2 separate regions of the Gossypium hirsutum genome follow, and region 2 is linked to region 1. A link is a contact called in public Hi-C data. All regions are on one chromosome and are shown on one strand. Each heading gives the region's core, a stretch centred on a gene start, on an enhancer-like site or on the middle of the called end of the contact. The rest is flanking DNA. Distances are from core to core; before and after follow the strand shown.

What was found. Hi-C and Micro-C count contacts between places; a contact is called where the count stands out from the background.
Region 2: a Hi-C map of leaf shows a contact between it and region 1, with 2.3 times the contacts expected there. The contact joins the promoter of LOC107934234 here to the enhancer-like site in region 1. A contact is called at or near these places in 11 of 34 Hi-C or Micro-C datasets (callus, leaf and petal).

The regions. Positions count from the first base shown.
Region 1 is chrA07:10,140,988-10,144,249 of Gossypium_hirsutum_v2.1, forward strand. It overlaps LOC107934236 (transportin MOS14), which reads left to right. Exons shown (of 27, transcript XM_016866612.2): 27 at 1-126. Among protein-coding and RNA genes, the nearest start is that of LOC107934236, 20 kb to the left of the region's middle. Within about 2 kb of position 1,529, at least 7 of the 9 cell types and tissues checked have an H3K27ac peak or open chromatin away from gene starts, as enhancers often do. A contact at or near this core is called in leaf, where this site is marked.
Region 2 is chrA07:10,198,786-10,202,047 of Gossypium_hirsutum_v2.1, forward strand. It overlaps LOC107934234 (14-3-3-like protein A), which reads left to right and starts at 1,466. Exons shown (of 5, transcript XM_016866611.2): 1 at 1,466-1,754; 2 at 2,424-2,937; 3 at 3,067-3,189. The coding sequence starts at 2,452.

The DNA.
Region 1 (3,262 bases), core at 279-2,778:
TCGAATGCACTGGCTTTCAATTATTATTTATTTTAATTTTGGGTGAAAAGGCCTTGGTGTTGGTATACAGTGTTGTAAGTTTAGTTTTGTAATGGTTAGAAGGTGAAAGACGGATTTTTTTCTGCATTTGCATGTTTCTCTGCATGTTAAGTACACCAGAACGATCTTCTTCGCCATGCATTATTATTGTATCCTTACAACCAATCATTTTATAATCAGCTTTAGATCTGAAACAATTCTTATATCCAATGATTAAAAAGTCGGACATTCGAAAATCGCCTTGGACCGCTCGGTGACTTGTACGATTCTCTCATTTTCCTGATTTTTTACCAAAAAATATAGATACTGAAATAAGAAACATTATAAATTGAGGGATCAATTTTTCATTATCTAATTAATCTCGGTTTGCTGAATTAATTTAAAGATAAGTTATTATTAGATTGACATTTACTCTAGGATAGTTAATTATATGTTTTGGATTAATGTTATAAACTAATTAATTAAATTAAGTTGAGTATTATTTGATAAACTAAAAGGTTAAGTGTTGAACATTTTCTAATACAAAATTTTATAGGTTTTAAATTTATATTATAAATTTGTTGTGTTAATAAAAAGTGTAAAATACACTTATTAGAATTTTTTTGTTATCTAATTATAAAAAGTTACAAAGTGGTTGCTTAATTATTGATAAATTTCTTTCTTGATCACCCAACTATCAAGAGTTATAGAATGGTTACATAACTCTTGAATATTTTTTTATCACTAACAGACGTAAAAATGAAAACACTTGAAATAGTTGGGTAGCTAAGGCAATAACTTTGTAACTTTTTATAGTTGAATGACCAAAAAGAAATTTATTGATAGTTGGGCAATCACAAATGTAGTTTACCCTAATAAAATTAAGTACCACATATAATGTTGTTTAATAATAATAAATCTTAATTTTCGAAAATTATTTATTTCATAATTTTAATGTTATTGATGTAATAATTTATATTATTTTAGAGATTTTGGATAGAAATTAAATATAAGAATTTGAATATTTTACTAACAAAACTAACAAGATAATTTATTTTGAATATAATTTTTTTAATCTTTTCAACTTTTAAGTGATAAATAGTTATTTATTTACTTAATTCATTCAACTATTTTTTTTGAAAATTTTGAATTAAATAAAAAATTATGATGGTTATCAAACTCATAAAAATTAAATGTTAAAAATTTCTTTTCAATGAAAAACAAATTCAATGATTTATCGAATGCCTTTAATTAATTTAGGATATCTTAGGATTGCATTGGGTTGTTGGATATAATTTAGATATAGTTTAGATATATAATTAAATTAATTTGGTGTATAATAATTTGAGTTAAGTCTTAGTTAGATTAAAACTAATTCATTTCTAGTTCAAATAGCAATTTGGTCCTAATTTAATTTTAAAATGAGCAGTTGATTGACAAGCTGTGGGCAGCTCGAGAGGTCCCCAGGTGGGACGACCCTACCCATTTGGGCAATGAAGCTCAATCCATAGTCCACATGGATCATGAACGTCACAATCCGAATGACCCACCAGAAAATAGCAACCAGTCGGTCGTGTCCCAGAATACTCAAGGCAACAACAACGCTTCCTCGGTGGAGCGACTCAAGGCATTCAATATAAAAATGCTATAGGAAATGGAGGCAAAGTAGATGAATCCATTTGGAACTATTCCAGTGAGCCACTCGTTCCTGAGGTATTAGCCAATCATATCTTAGCTTCTTTCATGTTCCCGAAATTCATATTCAATGGCTCAAGAGACCTAGAAGGCCACTTAGCTCGTTATAACAATCACATGAAAATTCTTAGGGCCTTTAACAGTATCATGTCTAGAGCATTCTTCATGACCCTCTCTCAAACGGCTCGACAGTGGTACCTATCAGTACTTGAGGATCCATTCACTCCTTCGAGCAATTACATGGGCAATTAATGAGCTGCTTCCTGGCCAACAAAACACTTCAACAGTCTCCCGCTTATCTGATGACCATATGCCAAGGGGTGAATGAATCCCTCCGAGATTATGTTCGTAGTTTCAGTGCAACCACTATGATAACAATGGGGGGTTACAGATTAAGGGGTCATCCACTCCTTTGCTGTCGGGGCCACCCACCAACATTTGAGGTACATCATTATTGGGAATCAACCGAGCAATTTATCCGCGTTGTATGAAATGGTTCACAAATTTTTGAAAGGTGATGAAGTAGAAAGAGCTCGTGCCAACTCTTTTGTGTCCACCATCCAGCAGTCTAATCCTCCGCGTCGTTCCCCTCCACAACGTTCTCAAGGCTATCAGCAGCCAATGACCCATTCTAGGGTAGGCAACATGGAGCATAGGCAATACAACCCTTCAAATCAGAGAGATCGACAAAGGGTTAATAATGTCCATGCCTCTGACTGTTCAGGACCCATCCAGGGGAACAAGGTTGGCTAAGATCAAAGGTTCCGGGCACCTTACAATCAATATAGAACTTACCATGAACTCACCTGCTCTCTAGCCCAGATATTCGATCAGATCGAGTACCAAGGTATTTTGTAAATGCCACCCCAGCTAACACCTAGCCAGGATCGCAATAACTCAAACCATCACTATATATATTACAATGCTCTTAAGCACCACACAAAGCATTTTGTACATTTGAAGAACATAATAGAATTGGCAATCCGAAAAGGGCAATTAAAACAATAGCTGCCCTAGGAACCATATCAACTGAACATGACTTATGATGAAGAAGCAAGGCTATCCGGACTACGTCGAGATGATAAGGGTAAACATCTTGTTAGGGACATAATTGATATACTAGTTGGAAGCAAGCATGTAGAATGGGTAACCTCTAATTCCAAACAGAACGCACATCTTAGAAGCATAATGTCTATAGCAGTCTCTGTGAAAAACCCCAGGCCTTCTCCATGGCAATTGAAGTTTTCTGAGCATGATGAGCGGGTCATTGATGTAGAGGGAGATGCCCCCCTAGCGATTTTCGCCACCATTTCTTCGTTTCAAGTCAAAAAGATATTAATGGATGTAGGAAGTTCAATGGATATTCTAATGGCTAAAGCTATCCATAAAATGGACTTTTCAAGGACTCACAGTTGAAGCCGGCAAGCCTGGCCTATTGCTTAGCCAACCAACCCATTGCAGTCTAAGGTTCTATTGTCATCTTGGTTGTTGTAATAACCCGACTTTTAGTGGTGTCGGAAACAATAGTTTCGAGATCCCAATTTCAACG
Region 2 (3,262 bases), core at 216-2,715, 58 kb after region 1:
CTTAATATTTTTAATTTCAAATATAATAATGAAATACAAAAAAATTATTTATAAAAAAATTATTATCAAAAACCTAAAATGTTGAGTCCAAATATTATATTTTGTCCATAATTTCAAGGTTTAAAGCTTCAAGTAAGCTAACTTGAGGCTTTGGTTCTCCAAATACATTAGTCATATAGCTTAAAGAGATACACAAACAGAAAAGAATACATTTCATAGTATAAGCATTATCTAAGGTTCAACAAAAATGTATATCATAAGATGGATTTAAAAAGGCTTAAATTTGGCTAATCAAATCTCAAACACCGTTGAACTTCAACTTTGAAAATTGCTTTGTCCTAGACATAAATAAATATCATAATATGGATTTATAGGGTCTCAAATTTAGTTAGTCAAATTGTCAAAACCCAACTTTAAGAATTTGTTTTCACCTAATAATTTAAATTTCAAAAATAATAATAATAATAATAATAAAATTATTCTTAAAAAATGATTATTAATAACTTAAATTCTATGCGTCAAATTATAATAATATCGCACTTTCTTAAAATTCCTGAATTTACAGTTTGGAGTATATTATTTTGAGAACTTGGTTCCCCTAATTCAATAATCATATAACCTAAAGGGATATACCAAATGAAATACCACATTTCATACTACAAATATTGACAAAAATGAATATCATAAGATGAATTTATAAGAACTCAAAGTTGACTAATCAAATATTTCAAAAACACATGAAAAATTTGAAAAATTGTTTTTTTCTAATAACTCAAATTTCATACGAAATAATGAAAACTAAAAAATTGTGTCATGAAAAACAATTTCCGCTAAATTTTTGGGGTTAAAGTGTCGGAAAACATCATGCCCTCCTTGAATCTTTGGATTTATAGCTTAAATAGATTAATGCGGAAACCTAATCCTCATAGAATTAAACTTATATAATTTAATGGGATATACCAAAAGATAAATATAAAATATAAAAAATCATATAATTAAAATCATTGGAGGCTCGAAAAAATAGAATATCATAAGATAAATTTTTAGAGGTCTAAATTAACTAATTAAATTGGTCAAAAACACACGAAAAACAATTCTAAAAAGTCGCTTTCGTCTAAAATTAAGAGTGATGAAAGAAAAATGAAAATGAATTGAAATAAAAATTAAAAATGAGTTAGCAATTTTTAATTACATGCAAAACACTATTTTTATGTGAAAGAGCATAATTTACAAGATAAAAAACAAAAAAAAACTACCTAATAATTTCTACTCAATTTCATACCTAAACAAATATATCTATTCGATTTCATACCTTTTCAATAATTCAATATCATTTCAATATTTTTATTCTAAATTTCAATACATTATTTTGGATTTAATTTTTTTCAAAAATAAAAATACTACAATTTAAGATAAAAATACTAAATTAATATTAAATTATTGAAAAATAAATTAATAACATTGTATGTTAGTTTCATTCAATTTTCCTCTTAAATATGTACTAACTCGGCTCTCAGCTTCACAAGCCCAAAACTCCAAGGGAATCTCTGCTATCCACTACTTGTCGCCGTCTCATTGGACCACCCTCTCTTTCTCCCTTACTCTCTTTGATACTTTTTTTGTTTGTGTTTTTGGTGTAATCTTTGATACCCTTTTTATAAAAAAACCAGCCCTCTAGCTGTTCAGAGTTTAGTCTTCACTCCCTAGAATAATTTTCTCTTTCTCACTTCCACCAACGAAAAAGTCGTCGATCGGTACGTCACTCTTGGTCGTCGTTTTATTGATAATTTTGGATTTTATTTCTTTAATTTGAGATCTATAGGGTTTTAATTTTTATACGTTTCCCGATTTTGTTCTTAGATTTTTTATTAATGCAATGAATGGTTTTGTAGCTTCTTCTTTTTTCTTTTTGTTTTAATTTTATAGGTTTAGAATCAATCTGTTTAGGATTTGAGCTCTTCATTGCGTGATTTTCCTAATTAGGGATTCTTTTCTTCTTTGGTGGTCTGTTTGGTTCCTTGAAATTGGGGAAAAAAGAAATAGGAAATTTTGTTCCCAAGCTGTAGAGTAGAAAGTTCAGCTAACCAGAAATAACAGTTTGGATACTGAGGAACTGTTGGAAATTGGAATGGAGGATAGGAGCTAGTGCTGATGATTCATCTTACTCACAATTTGGATCCTTTTTTTTTGGATTATTAATTAAATGTAGGTTATATCTTTTGGTAGTAAGATTGGATCTAGAAGTTGGAAAATTTTGAAGAACCGAAGAGCTAAAAATTGGGGGGGGGGGGGTTATGTTTAGGATTGAGGAATGAGAATGTCTCGAATGATTGTTCTAGATGTGGATGCTCTTGTTTAGACCCATGATTTGGTTAGAAATGTTTGTATTAAAAAAAAAAGAGTAAATCTTGCTCTGTTCTCAGGATCACGTATTAGATTGATATTGTAAAGATGTCTCCAACTGAATCATCACGAGAGGAAAATGTTTACATGGCCAAGCTGGCTGAGCAGGCTGAACGCTATGAGGAAATGGTGGAGTTCATGGAGGAAGTTGCAAAAACTGTTGATGTTGAGGAGCTGACTGTTGAGGAACGGAACCTTCTCTCAGTGGCTTACAAAAATGTGATTGGGGCAAGGAGGGCGTCTTGGAGGATCATCTCTTCCATTGAGCAGAAGGAAGAGAGCAGAGGAAATGAGGATCATGTTGCACAACTAAAGGAGTATAGGGGTAAGATTGAAGCTGAGCTTAGCAAGATCTGTGATGGGATTTTGAGCCTTCTTGAATCTCACCTCATTCCTTTGGCCTCATCTGCTGAGTCGAAGGTGTTCTACCTTAAGATGAAGGGTGATTATCACAGGTATCTTGCTGAGTTTAAGACTGGTGCTGAGAGGAAGGAAGCTGCCGAGAGCACTTTGTTGGCTTACAAGTCTGCTCAGGTGGGTCAATTGCTGATGCAGTCTTGTCAGTATGAGTTATTTTCTCTATAATTCCTTAAGCATTTCTTTCACTGGAAAGATTAAGATAAAATTTCTAAGCCGTTTTATTTTTGATTTTTGTGATGGCAGGATATTGCTCTTGCTGAGCTTGCTCCTACTCACCCAATTAGGCTGGGGCTTGCTCTTAACTTCTCTGTTTTCTACTATGAAATCCTCAACTCACCTGATCGTGCCTGCAATCTTGCAAAACAGGTGTTTATTTTCTACTGCTTTGCTATCAATATCTTTTCTTTTTATTTATTTGTCATTGATGTAGAACAGTTAA